Linked DNA regions of Sus scrofa: region 1 is linked to region 2. Evidence: chromatin contacts called from public promoter capture Hi-C data. All regions are on one chromosome and are shown on one strand. Each heading gives the region's core, a stretch centred on a gene start, on an enhancer-like site or on the middle of the called end of the contact. The rest is flanking DNA. Distances are from core to core; before and after follow the strand shown.

Region 1 (6,602 bases), core at 3,788-6,287, 54 kb after region 2:
CTTTTCCATTATAGGTTATTACAACATATTGAATATAGTTCCCTGTGCCTTATTTTTTATCTCTCTCTCTCTCTCTTTTTTTTTTTTTTTTCAGTCTTTTGAGGGCTGCACCCAAGGCATATGGAGGTTCCCAGGCTAGGGGCTGAATTGAGGCTGCAGCTGCCAGCCTGCACCACAGCCACAGTAACACCAGATCTGGGCCGCATCTGTGACCTACCGCATAGCTCACGGCAACCCCACATCCTTAACCCATTGAGCGAGGCCAGGGATCAAACCCCTCATGGATACCCATCGGGTTTGTTACCCCTGTGCCGCCACAGGAACTCCTATCTCTTTTATACACAGTAATGTGTATTTTTTTTTTTTTTTTTGGCCACACCCATGGCTAGGCCAGGGATCAAACCCATGTCGCAGCTGTGACCAGGGCCATAGCAGTTGGATCCTTAACTCGCTGAGCCATGAGGGAACTCCAAGCTAAGATACATTAAAAAAAAAAACCAAAAAACTTTTATAATGTGTTCAAGCAAAACAGGGAGTGGTGGCTTTAAACCCCTTAATCTGGGAGTTCCTGTCGTGGCTCCATGGTTAATGAATCTCACTAGGAACCCCTAGCCTGGGAACCTCCATATGCCACAGATGCAGTCCTAGAAAAGGCAAAAAGACCAAAAAACAAAAACAAAAAACCCCTTAATCCAGAAGTTCTTGCTAAAGGGGGGACGTGGTACTGAGACCTGAAGGCTGAGCAAGCCATGGGGAAAGCTGGGGTCGGCAGGGAACAGGAATGGTTCTGGAAGGTCTCAATGGCCAAGAGGAGGCCAGGTGGCTGCTGTGTTTAAGCTGGGGAAGGGCGCGGCTGGTTGATATGGCAAAAAGCACCCTGAGTGGCCGGGATAGAGCAGGGAGAAAGGCCAGGGACATTGCTGCAAGGTTCCAGGCAAAAGATGACAGTGGTGGTGGCCTGTACAGAGGGAGGCTGTGGCGATGGGAGGAGGTGGCTGGCTTCGGGGTGCATTCTGGCTTTGGTTTGGGGTGAAGACACGGAGGGGAGCTGGCAAGAGTGTCTGGTGATTAATGAGGAGGGGGCTGACTCCAGTTTTTCTAGAGAAAATCAGGAATTGATTTGTGCTGGTCAAAGTCTTAGAAGCTTTTGTGTTTCAACCCCTGAGCTCTTCAAGGGGCTCCTAGGGTTCCCTCTTTATGGTCCATCTTAAAACCAAGGAAGCCTTGGAATTCCTGTCATGGCGCAGTGGTTAACGAACCCGACTAGGAACCATGAGGTTGCAGTTCGATCCCTGGCCTCGCTCAGTGGGTTAAGGATCCAGCGTGGCCGTGACCTGTGGTATAGGTGGCAGACGTGGCTCGGATCCTGCATGGCTGTGGCTGTGGTGTAGGCAGGCGGCTACAGCTCTGATTAGACCCCTAGCCTGGGGACCCCCATATGCCTCGGGTGCGGCCCTAGAAAAGACAACAAAATAAAAAAGTAAATAAAACAAACAAACAAAAAACCCAAGGAAGCCTTGCCTCAACCTCATCTGGACACTCACATGAACTTCTACATGGCCTGGTCTTAAAATTTAGCAATAGGTCAGCCCCTGAACCCCAGAATGGTCTTGCTCCAATCCCATCTTATAATTTTCTGCCATCCAATAATGCCCTGTGGCTGCTGAGTTTGTGACTTGCCGAGTCTCAACTGAGATGTGCTCTATGTAGAAAACACCAGATTCCAAAAACTTAGGAAAATAAGAATGTCAAGTATGTTGACACGATCATATGTGGGTGTATGGATTAAATATTGGGTTAAAAATTTTATGGGTTAGGGAGTTCCCATCGTGGTGCAGCGGAAACGAATCCGACTAGGAACCATGAGGTTGCGGGTTCGATCCCTGGCCCTGCTCAGTGGGTTAAGGATCCTACATTGCCCTGAGCTGTGGTGTAGGTCACAGACGCGATTCAGATCCCGAGTTGCTGTGACTGTGCTGTAGGCTGGCAGCTGTAGCTCCAATTCGATCCCTAGCCTGGGAACCTCCATATGCCGGGGGTGTGGCCCTAAAAAAAACAAAATAAAATAAAATAAAATAAAATAAAAGTTTTAGCTAACTCTGGAGCCCTAGAGGAGGTTGGGAGAGACTGAGTTCCCCCCTCTACCCGTGATTGGAAGAATGAGGACTTCCTTCTCCCACAACAAAACCTAGAATTAATGCTCTCTGGCTCCTGGAGGGTCTGAGTGAAGGGCTGGAGGTAGTGGTGAGAGGTTGGTGGAGAATTAAGGATGTGAAGAGGGTGGCTTTGTCTTCTTCCTTAGGAACAGAATTTTCCTGTTCTTTGGACTCTAGTTCCTTTTTTTTTTTTTTTTTTTGTTTTTTTGTTTTTTTGTCTTTTCTAGGGCCGCTTCCCACGGCATATGGAGGTTCCCAGGCTAGGGGTCTAATCAGAGCTGTAGCCACCGGCCTACGCCACAGCCACAGCCATGCAGGATCCGAGCTGCGTCTGCCATCTACACCACAGGTCACGGCAACGCCAGATCCTTAACCCACTGAGCAAGGCCAGGGATCGAACCCGCAACCTCATGGTTCCTCTTCTTCAGACTCTGGATGTCTCTCTTACCATTCCTCAAAAAGCAGACCAGTTCCAACCCCATTATTTAAAGGTGTTATCCTCAGGTAGAAACTTCTTCCTCCCTCATAATGAAAGGACTCCTCCAGTCCCTTGTGATGCATCTTCCCTAAAAAGAAATTTTCCCAACTCCTAGTCCAAGAATTTGTTGTTGCTTTTTTTCTCTCTTGGTCTTTTTAGGGCCACACCCTCGGCTTATGGAAGTTCCCAGGTTAGGAGTCAAATCAGAGCTGTAGCTGCCGGCCTGTGCCACAGCCACTGCCACACCAGATCTGAGCCATGTCTGTGACCTACACCACAGCTCATGGCAACACTGGATCCTTAACCCACTGAATGGGACCAGGGCTGGACCCCACATCCTCATGGATACTAATCAGTTTCATTACCGCTGAGCTGCAATGGGAACTCCTTGTTGCTGTTTTTAATGTTCTTTAAAGGCAGACAGCACCCCCGCCACACGCACCCCACACGCCCATATTAGGAATGGACTGTCCTTGCTCACTGAAACATCTGAGCAATATTTGTCCTCCTAGAATCCAGAATAGACTTTCCCAAGCCCCATTCCTGGAAACCCGAATGGCCAGATCCACCGAACCTGGAAGGTGGGCTCTTCTCGCTCTCCCCATCCCCCCAGGATTCAGAGTGGATGTTCCCAGCATGCAGGACTCTCTCCCAAGGCTCATTCCAAGAATACTCGAGTTCTGAGGTTGGAAGAGGCTGGCAGGGCTGAGTTCCTCGAGGTGACAGAATGGACTCTTCCAGTTCCCTTTGCCCCAAATTTCTCAATAGCCCAGGGTGTTAGAGTTCCGGGAGGCTTTGCCTTCCCAAAAGCCTGTCAACCAAAGAAAGTCTCCGGGGCGCCAAGGGGTGGTGGTTGGGCCAAACATAGCAGATCCCCCCATTCCTTTTAGCAACGTTCGTCAGTCCCCTTCTGGTTGAGGAGCTCCAAGTTTGGTGGAGAGACTCACAGTTTTGATTTGGTGTGTTTACTGGTGGTGTGGTTGCAAAGAAAAGAAAAAAGGCATTGCATAATTGGAAAACAGTTAAATGTCAGAGTTCCCACTGTGGCTCAGCAGGTTACGAACACAACTATTGGAGTTCCCATCGTGGCGCAGCGGAAACGAATCCGATTAGGAACCATAAGGTTGCAGGTTCGATTCCTGGCTTTGCTCAGGGGGTTAAGGATCCGGTGTTGCCGTGAGCTGTGGTGTAGGCTGCAGATGCGTTCAGCTCTGACATTGCTGCGGCTGTGGTGTAGGCTGGCAGCTGTAGCTCTGATTCGACCCCTAGCCTGGGAACCTCCATATGCTGCCAGTGCGGCTCTAAACACACACACACACACACACACACACAACACAACTAGTATCCGTGAGGATGCAGGTTCCATCCCTGGCCTCGCTCAGTGGGTTAAGGATCTGGCATTGCTGGGAACTGTGGTGTAGGTCACAGAGGGCCCCTGGATCCTCCATCACTGTGGTGTAGGCTGGCAGCTCCAGCTCTGAATCCACCCCTAGCCTAGGAACTTCCCTATGCCACAAGTGCGGCCCTAAAAAGCAAAACAAGTGGTTAAATGCCAAAATATACTTTAAACCCAGGCTCTGCCGTTTCTGAGCTGTGTGACCTTGGGCAAGTCATTCAACCTCTCTGGACCTCAGTTTTAACCTCTGCTTAATGCGACTAGACTTGAATTAGTGTTTCCTCCGCTCTGAGACACTCGGTCTCCGGACAAATTAGGTCCCAACATCTTGGCCGCTAGACAAGGGGTAAGGAACGTCTTCCGGGAAGATTTAAGGAGTAATGCGTGGTGAAGAGTAGGGAGAAAGAGGATCAGAACGACGCTTGCGCAGTAAACACCTCACGCTCTCCTGCCCCTCCCAACCCCTTCTCTGCAGCAGGGAATTGCAGGCGCTGCTCCACCTATCCCAGCCCAGCTGAGCGACAACCCCCGTTCTCCTTCGTTCTCTACGGATCGTGGCTCTCCTCCCGCCCCCATAACAGCCCAATCGGGGGGGGAGTAGGACAGGTCGGGCAAATCCCCAACGCCTGCGGGGGCGATCTGCCCATCTATTGGCCTCAGTCACCACAAGTCCCGCCTCCTCAAGCCCGCTCCCCCCGCCCTCCCTCACGTCAATCCCTCCCTTCTAGGAGAGCGACCGGATCCAATCAGTATTGGCCCCGGCCGCGCGGAGGGGGCGGTCCAACTGTACGTAACCTAACTCCGCCCGTCTCTCGAGCAACGCCCCGACCCCGCTCTCCCGAACGGAAATACGGGGGTGCTGGACCAATCGTAACGGCGTACCTTTGTCCTGCCACCAATGAGAGAGGGAGTGGGGATGAACCCGCGCCTGAACGGCAGTAATTCGAGCCAATGGGCAGCTGAGAGCTCAGGATGGCGGCTGGGAGGGGAGGGACCGGGGGCGGAGACGCGGCCTGCCTGCCCGCCCGCCCGCCCGCCAGCCCGCCCTCCCCCTTGGCCGGCTAGGCTCCTCGGCGCTGCTTGGGGTCCTTTCCTTCAGGTCCCCGCCTGCCAGCCCCCGCTGCGCTGTGCCCTGCCCGGCCAGGCCTGGAGCCGACACCACCGCCATCATGCCGGCCGTGTCCAAGGGCGATGGGATGCGGGGGCTCGCGGTGTTCATCTCCGACATCCGGAACTGTGAGAGCGCGGCCGGGGGACCCTGGGCGGGGGAAGCGTGGAATTGAGGGGCTCGGGGGTTACAGAAGGGCCTAGGGGATAGAAGTCCATTGGGGTCGTAGAGTGAGAGGATAGAGAGGCCGCGGGGGGAACTTTAGGGTGGGGGTAATGGAGGGTCTTAGAGTGTCTTACTGTGCCTCTTCAGGTGACGACACGGAGTGGCTAGAGGCGTCCGGGAGGGTCTTAATGAAAAGGACGCTAGTAAAGTCCCGGAGATGGGGCGTAGAGGCGTCCCCTGGGGATGAAAGAAAGCTAGGAGATCGCATTAGCCATGGGGTCAGAGAAATCCCTGATGTAGACAGAAAAGAAAGGAGGTGCATGGCTGGGTGGTTGGGGGTACCCTGTGGAGCGATAGAGTGGGAGGGGGCCAGTGGGAACGGGGAGACCTGAAACACAGGAAGCCAGGCTTGAGAGCTTGGGTGAGGGGGTGTCATAGAGGGGAAGGGGCTAGATAGGTCACCGAGGTGCCCAGCTCGTTTATAGTTTATAGAGAGGACTTTAGAGTGATAGAAAGTCCCAGGGGTTTGGGGAGGAGGGATGGGAAGGTGGGGGACTATAGCGGGACCCTGGTGAGGGATAGAGGGGCTCCAGGATGGAAGATTTCTTAGGAAACACGGAGGTCAATGGAGAAGGAACAAGAGGGGTTACTTCGAGGCGCTTCCTGCAGGTGGAGTCTTTGGAGAGCCTGAGACAGGGGCCTGGGGGGCTTGGAAAGGAGAGGATATTACAATGTGGGGGCTTAGAGGATGTGCCAGAAGCAGGAGAACCCCTATTTCAAAGAAGGGGTTAGGGGCCTTAGGAATTTGTGAGGAAGAGATCTGGGAAGTGGGGGATGGAGGAAGCCTGGTCCCAGAGCAGGGTCATGGGTCAGGGAGCAGGACAGGCCTGAATCTGGAGCCCTCTCCCATCTGACCACATCAATACGGGGACAGTGATCACCAGCAGGAAGGATGGTCGTGACTATGGGAGGCCTGGTGCCAAGTCAGCGCCCAGCTCCTGGGAGCGGGTGTTGGCGTTTAGAGCTGCCAAGAGCTTCAGAGGCTGTATCCGCACGGGCTCTGGGGTCAGCCAGGCTTGAGTTGGTGTCGGAGCGCTGACGCTTCCTAGCCCTGTGACCTTGAATTGAGGGACTCTGTTTCCTCCTCTGTCAGGAGGGACTGCTGATGGCACCTTCCTGATGAGGCTGTTGTGACGCCATATGTGAGTGAGGCCTTTTCACACATCCCAGGCTCTAGATAGATCTTGGCTTTTCTTCTGGTTATTTGGCTGGATCTGAGGAGTGGCCTCTGCTGGGTGT
Region 2 (6,574 bases), core at 1,683-4,182:
GGAAGTGGGGATGGTGGGGTGGGACCATGGAGTGTTTTGAGAGGAGAAAGTGCTGGAGAGAGATTTGCTTCTCATAAAGGAAGGAAGAAATACCTGTTTTGCTGATGGGGGAAATCTGATGATGCCTGAGACAGCAGCGGACCTCTGCCCCTGCTGGGGGCGGGTGTTGGCTGGGTTCCCAGTGGGTTTGAGGCTGTCATGTGAGCGTCTTGTTGGGAGGCAGGCAGGGTTCGAGGCAGAGGCTGGGCCTGGGCCCAGCAATGTGGGGTCTCTGGGGACGGCCTGTGGCTTCTGTTCCCCAGGGGCCTCTGTCTCTGCCTCATGCCCACGCTCTCCCCACAGCGTGACCTGGACTTCACCATTGACCTGGACTTCAAAGGCCAGCTGTGCGAGCTGTCCTGCTCCACCGACTACCGGATGCGCTAGGTGGCGCCGGCTTTTCCCACCCTGGCCGGGCCGGCCCTGCGAGGGCCCAGGGGCTGCGGCATTCTTAGGCGGTTTCGGGGCTCCCCCTTCCTCTCCCACCCTCCCTCCCACAGAAGGGGGTTTTAGGGGCCAGGGGCGGGGGGCACATCGTGACTGTGTTTTTCATAACTTATGTTTTTATATGGTTGCATTTACGCCAATAAATCCTCAGCTGGGACGGCTCAGCTTCCTGGGGGCACAGTGGGGTCAGGGTCCCAATCCACAGGTGCTGAGATGCCAGCCCTAACCAGAGCATGCGGACAGCGCCAGCTGGTGGCTGCGGGGCTCTCGCACCCCTTCTGGGTCTCTGGGTCTCTCTCGGGGTCCTCCACTCTTTCAAGGGTTTGTCCCAGGACCTTCCCCACCAGCTCGAAAGGTCTGCCCCCCATTCTTCTCTGCCATGCCTCTGGTGGCCTGTTCCTCTTGTCCCCACTGAGCAGGGTTCCTGCTCCCAGCTGCCCTGCGGGGATGGGGGAGGGTGGGGGTGTGGGTTCCCAGCACAGCTGGGCCCTTAAGTTTCCCAGAAGGCCCTCTGCAGCCTTCCCCCCACACATTGTTCCGCTCTGGCTGTTTTTTCCTGTCCAGGACCCTCCAAGGCCAAGTCAGAGCTGACTGGCAGCGACGACTGCCCTTGCCTCTTGGGCTGGGGAAACTGAGTCCTTTGGTGGGGTGTGCTCGTAGGGGGGATAGAATGCTTTGTTGTGGGGGTGGGGGGATCTCAGCAGAGGGGGGTTTTCCCACCTTCTGGCCCACTTTAGAGGTGGACACTAAGGCCCCATAACCACCTTCCCACAGCTTCCTGGGGGGCTTTCTATTCAGTCTCTGCCAAGGCCATGGCAATGCCCCTGCCTGCCCTTCCTTTCTCCGGGCCTTGTCCAGAGTCACTGGTCCCCCAGCTTCAGGACCTGGATCACTCAAGACACACTCCCCAGACACACTGTCCGTGGCCCTGGTTGGGGTGTCAAGGCCGCCTGCCCCTCATGCTCAGCTCCACCCATCCCTCTCCCAGGATGGTGACCATGCCAGAGCCCACACTTCCTCTGCAACCTTGGGGCCTCCCTTTGCCATCTGTCCCAATTGCCAATGTCCCACGTTGCCCAGCCCCCCCCCCCCTCCCCCCGAGAACGATCGTCTGTCCCCTAAGACTGCGGTCTCTCCAGCTTCTGGGCTACTCAGGTCCCCAGCAGATGAGAGGGTGAGGTGCTGCCCTGCCTCCACCCCTTCCTGGAAGCCTCGCAGCTGCGTCGGTGGCCGCTTGCAGGTGTCGGCCGCCCCGCCCCTCCTTCCTGCGCCTTAAAGGGGTCGCGTCTCCCGAGGCCTCCCAGGGGCATAGGCCGCATCGCGGCGGGACCCGCACACCCGTGAGGGCTCCGTACCCACGGTGCGGAAGGTGGGCGTCTGGCTCCTAAATCCTTCCCTTCTGGCGTGGTGTGGCTCTTTCGGCCTCAGTTTTTTCCTCCTGAGAAGTGGGGACGCCCTGAGTCCTCGCGCTAAAGCAGGCGCTCGGGGGATTCTCCAGACCCGGGGAGTTGGGCGGGGCCGGACCCCGGAGGAGCCGCTCGACTCGAGGGGTTCCCCCCCCCCAGCCCCTTACGATGACCGCCCATATCCTCTTGCTGTGGCTCTTTGCTTCCTCCATCCTGGGGGACCCAGACTCCGCGGGCAGGTGAGAAACGCTGGTGGCTGCGGGGACTGGGTGGGAAAAAGACCGCGAAAGGCATGCGCCCTCTCTAGGCGGCTTTCCGCGTCGGTGCCTCGGGAGGATGGGTGGGGTGGGAAGATGATCTGCAGACGCGGCCCGCCAGTTTCGGACTTCTGGGTCTCCCCATCGGGCCGCATTTCTCGAGTGCATTGTTTGAATCGGCCCTTCTCCCACGCTCCATCCCCAGGCTGACCCGGCACCAGGTTTCCCTAAAGAGCGGGCGCCTGTGTTCCCTGGGCACTTGCCAGACGCACCGCCTGCCAGAGATCATATACTGGCTCCGTTCTGCCTCCACCAAGGAGCTCTCAGGGAAGGCTGGCCGCAAGCCTCAGGACCCCTACAGCTACGGGCGGCGGCGGCGGCGGCGGCGGCGGCGGGAGGCCAGACTCCTGCGGCGTCTCCAGGACCCCAGCCTGCGCAGAGCGCAACTTGCTGGGTGACATTGGGCACATCTCTACGCCTTCCCTGGCCTCAGTTTACCCATCTGTGTATTGAGGCTGTGACCTCAAGTTTCTTTTGCCCTAACTCCATCCACCTCCCCAGACTGCAATTGGGCTGGACCCACGTGCACACCGGACCCAGGCTGGACAAAAAATGTTAACGTCCAGAGCTGAATAAATATACGAGAATTCCATGTTTCAAGTCTCTGCTTGTCTGTGCCTATTCTGGCCTCCCAGCCTGAGCCTGGTCCCTAATATATTCTCCCCTTTATCCATGCACCATTTTCCCCTCACGGAAGTCGCTCTGCCTAACTTGAATCCGAGCCGTGAAGCGCCTTCACGCCAACTCAATCCATGCAGTTGCACTTTCCGTGGGTGGTTTTGCTGGGTCAACCCGACCCCAAAGCAGCCCTCCTCCCTCCCGAGCGGTAGGGCTGAGATTCGCTCGGCTCCCACGCGCGTGGGCCGAGTTCCAGGCTGAGCCTCCTTCCTCAAAGAGAAAGAGTGAAAAAGACAAAGAGCGGACTGGGGAGCCGAAGAACCCGGGGTTCGGAGAGCGCTGCGTAGAACCGGGGCGGCCCAATTGTGGAGCATCGGGCGGGTAGGAGTCTGAGGGCTGGGGATCGAACGGATGGAGGGGATTGGACGCTGGAATTCGAAGGGGGCGGAGAGAGAAGATTGGGAGGGGCGGGGATAAAACCCGGGACTAGAATATCCGGAGAGGCAAAGGCGAGACAGAAATTGGGGTTCTTGGATGTTGGATAGTCAGAAGCAGACAGGAGCTCTGAAGGTCCGTCGACCCAGTTGTGGCCTCGTAGCACTGGAACTGGACATAGGCAAGTGGGAGGCATGGGTCCGGAGCTCTAAATCGGGGGTCGCCCGTGTACTCCCGCTAGGATCAGATCGGCAGACCCCTGACTCAGCGTGGTAAGTGCCGGACTTAGAGCGGCCCGAGCTTCTGCTGGAGCTGGAGGATTGTGTCGGGCTGGGAGTGCAGGCCTCTCCATCACCTGTCCTCGACGCTCGCCTCTGCCCTCAGCCTCCGCATCCCTGCCTGCGAGGCATGCGCAGTAGGGGTGCCCCGCCCCCGCTCATCCCTTTCAGCCCCGGAAGGGGGGGAGGGGACGTTGGACCACCCCAGAGAGGATGGCTTGGTAGAGAGCCCCCGCCCAGCTGCCCCCTCCCGACACTCCCCTCCCAGCTCCCTGGAGGGGGAAACGGAAATGGTGTGGAAGATGCCAGCGTCCGGCAGGTGTTCATTTCAAAAGGGTTTGGGTTTAATGTTTTTCCGGAGACTTCGCAACTCACCCTGAATTGAATCGGTTTTCCGCCCCGACCCCCGAATCTTGGACGTCCATTGGGGAGGGGGCACTGTCCCCGTCACGTTCTCAGAATAGCCGCAGAAGAGGTTAGAGCGAATTACCCCTCCTGCCTCTCTGTGCGTTCAGTTGAAGTCCCCCCACACCAGCGTCTAAGGCCAGGACCCTCACGACCCCTCAGGTGGTTAGGGAAGGATAAGCTGGCGTCCTATATTCCTGGATCTGCGGGGGCGGAGGGGAGGGTCTGGAGAATGACCGTCTGTCCTTCCCCACCCCCAGGGCTGGAGCGTGACATGGCCGAAGCGCACCAGGCCGTGGGTTTCCGACCCCCGCTGACCTCGGACGGGGGAGAAGTGGAACTCAGTCCCCCATTGTTGCAGGAGATCTACCTCTCCGGACTGCGCTCCTGGAAAAGGCATCTCTCCCGTTTCTGGGTGAGGAGGGCTGCGCCTTGGTTTCCTTCCGGGAATACAGTTACCTGCTTCCGGGATGCTGGAGCCCCACTTCCGGCATCCTGGTGGTCCCACTTCTGGGAGCTTGTCATCCCTTCTGGGAATTTTGATGTCCACTTCCAGGACCCTTTAAAGCCATTTCCAGGTTCTCCGTGGCTTACTTCTGGGATCCTAAACCTCACCTCCTGGGAACCCTCATTCCTCTCTCCCTGGACCCTCTCCCCATGCCCACAAACACCAATTTCCCCTTACCTCTGGTGCATCTAAAAAGACCAAAAAACAAACAAAAAAATAAAATAAAAAATAAATTAAAAATAAAAATGGAGTTCCCGTCGTGGATCAGTGATTAACGAATCCGGCTAGGAACCATGAGATTGCGGGTTCAATCCCTGGTCTTGCTCAGTGGGTTGTGGATCTGGAGTTGCTGTAAGCTGTGGTGTAGGTCACAGACGCGGCTTGGATCCTGTTGCTGTGGCTCTGGCGTAGGCCCACAGCTACAGCTCCTATTTGATCCTAGCCTGGGAAACCTCCATGTGCTGCAGGTGCAGCCCTAGAAAAGACAAAAAATAAAATGATCAAAAAAGATTAAGAATGGTGCTCAGCAGATGGGATAAGTGATTGAATAGGTGCTCTCTCCTCTCTGCAGAACGACTTTCTCATAGGTGTGTTCCCTGCCAGCCCGCTCAGCTGGCTCTTCCTCTTCAGTGCAATCCAGCTTGCCTGTTTCCTCCAGCTGGATCCTTCCCTAGGACTGATGGAGAAAATCAAAGAGTTGCTGCCAGACTGGTGAGGTCCCCCACTTCAGCCCAGGAACCTCCTAATCCCTTTCCCTCCACCCAGTAAGTTTCTCTATCAGCATGATATGCCTGTTAAAGAAAAGTAATCTCTGAGACTTACTCGCAGTCAGATTAATAAAGGTATGGCAGCAAGTAAAGGAGGTGATCGCCTCTCTTGTGTCTGCACATTTTCCATCCTGGCTGCTTTTTTTTTTTTTTTTGTCTTTTTAGGGCCACACCCACAGCATATGGGGGTTCCCAAGCTAGGGGTCGAAACGGAGCTACAGCCTCCTGCCTATACCACAGCCATAGCAACACCCAGATCCAAGCCGCATCTGCAGCCTACACCACAGCTCTCGCAGCAATGCGGGATCCTTAACCCACTGAGTGTGGCCAGGGATAGAACCCACAACCTCATGGTTCCTAGTTGGATTCGTTTCTGATGTGCCACGACAGGAACTCCATCCTGGCTGCTTCTTGCTAAGAGGGATGGTGACAAACTGGACAATGTCTGGGCACTGCGATGTACCATGAGCTCTGCTAATCTAGCTGTGTAATCTTAAGCAAGAGACCTCACCATTCGTGTCAGGGTCTTTACCTGTAATATGGACGTAATAACAGGTGTTTCCTAGGGTGGTTGGAGGAATTAAACAAAATCTTGCCTGGGGAATATTCAGTACAGTGCCTGATGGTTATTACAGGGGAGAGACTGAATTAGTATAGTTGTTGGGAAAGGTCTGGAAACCAAATGTGGGTGAAATGGCACATTCTAAATCTTGGATTAGTCCTTCTGGGGAAGAATGTTCAAATTTTGTGCAGACAGCCTCAAAGGGCAGACCCAGGGTCAGAAATAGAGATTTCCAGAGAAGCTAGATTGACCCAGTCTGCAGAAGGGAAATGATTGCCCCAAGTCTTCCACGTAGGGTTTTCTCAAGTTCACTTGCAACTTTGCAAACATGTTAACTTACTGTAGCTTTAGACCGGTGTCTCTTAAGCTTGAGCTTGTATTTAAATCACCTGGGGAGTTCCCACTGTGGCTCAGCGGTAATGAAGCCAACTAGGATCTATGTGGGCCCAGGGTCGATCCCTGGCTTCGCTCAGTGAATTAAGGATCCGGCGTTGCTGTGAGCTGTGGTGTAGGTTGCAGACGAGGCTTGGATCTGGTGTTGCTGTGGCTGCGGTATAGGCTGGCAGCTGTAGCTCTGAATCGACCCCTAGCCTGGGAACTTTCACATGCTGAGGGTGCATCCATAAAAAGAAAAAAAAAAATAGCCTGATTGCTGGGCCGAATGTCAAGAGATTCTAACTTAGTAGGTCTGGGTGGGGCCCAGGAATTTGCATTTCTTTTTTTTTTTTTTTTTTTTTGTCTTTTGTCTTTTTTGTTGTTGTTGTTGTTGTTGTTGCTATTTCTTGGGCCGCT

What was found. Promoter capture Hi-C pulls out the DNA fragments that hold promoters and counts their contacts.
Region 1: a promoter capture Hi-C map of fetal skeletal muscle shows a contact between it and region 2, with 2.5 times the contacts expected there. The contact joins the promoter of AP2A1 here to the promoter of CPT1C in region 2. A contact is called at or near these places in 2 of 5 promoter capture datasets (fetal skeletal muscle and liver), 3 of 47 Hi-C or Micro-C datasets (blood and embryonic fibroblasts) and 1 of 2 datasets of contacts at active chromatin or transcription factors (alveolar macrophages).

What each region holds. Positions count from the first base shown.
Region 1 is chr6:54,781,500-54,788,101 of Sscrofa11.1, forward strand. It overlaps AP2A1 (AP-2 complex subunit alpha-1), which reads left to right and starts at 5,038. Exons shown (of 23, transcript XM_021094760.1): 1 at 5,038-5,266. The coding sequence starts at 5,200. It overlaps TSKS (testis-specific serine kinase substrate), which reads right to left and starts at 3,712. Exons shown (of 11, transcript XM_021094752.1): 1 at 3,209-3,712.
Region 2 is chr6:54,729,769-54,736,342 of Sscrofa11.1, forward strand. CPT1C (carnitine O-palmitoyltransferase 1, brain isoform) reads left to right here and starts at 2,933. Exons shown (of 19, transcript XM_021094747.1): 1 at 2,933-3,208; 2 at 4,206-4,360; 3 at 5,025-5,164. ADM5 (adrenomedullin 5 (putative)) reads left to right here and starts at 1,841. Exons shown (of 2, transcript NM_001099939.1): 1 at 1,841-2,131; 2 at 2,355-2,770. The coding sequence starts at 2,061. The coding sequence ends at 2,607. It overlaps PRMT1 (protein arginine N-methyltransferase 1), which reads left to right. Exons shown (of 9, transcript XR_002344722.1): 9 at 343-643.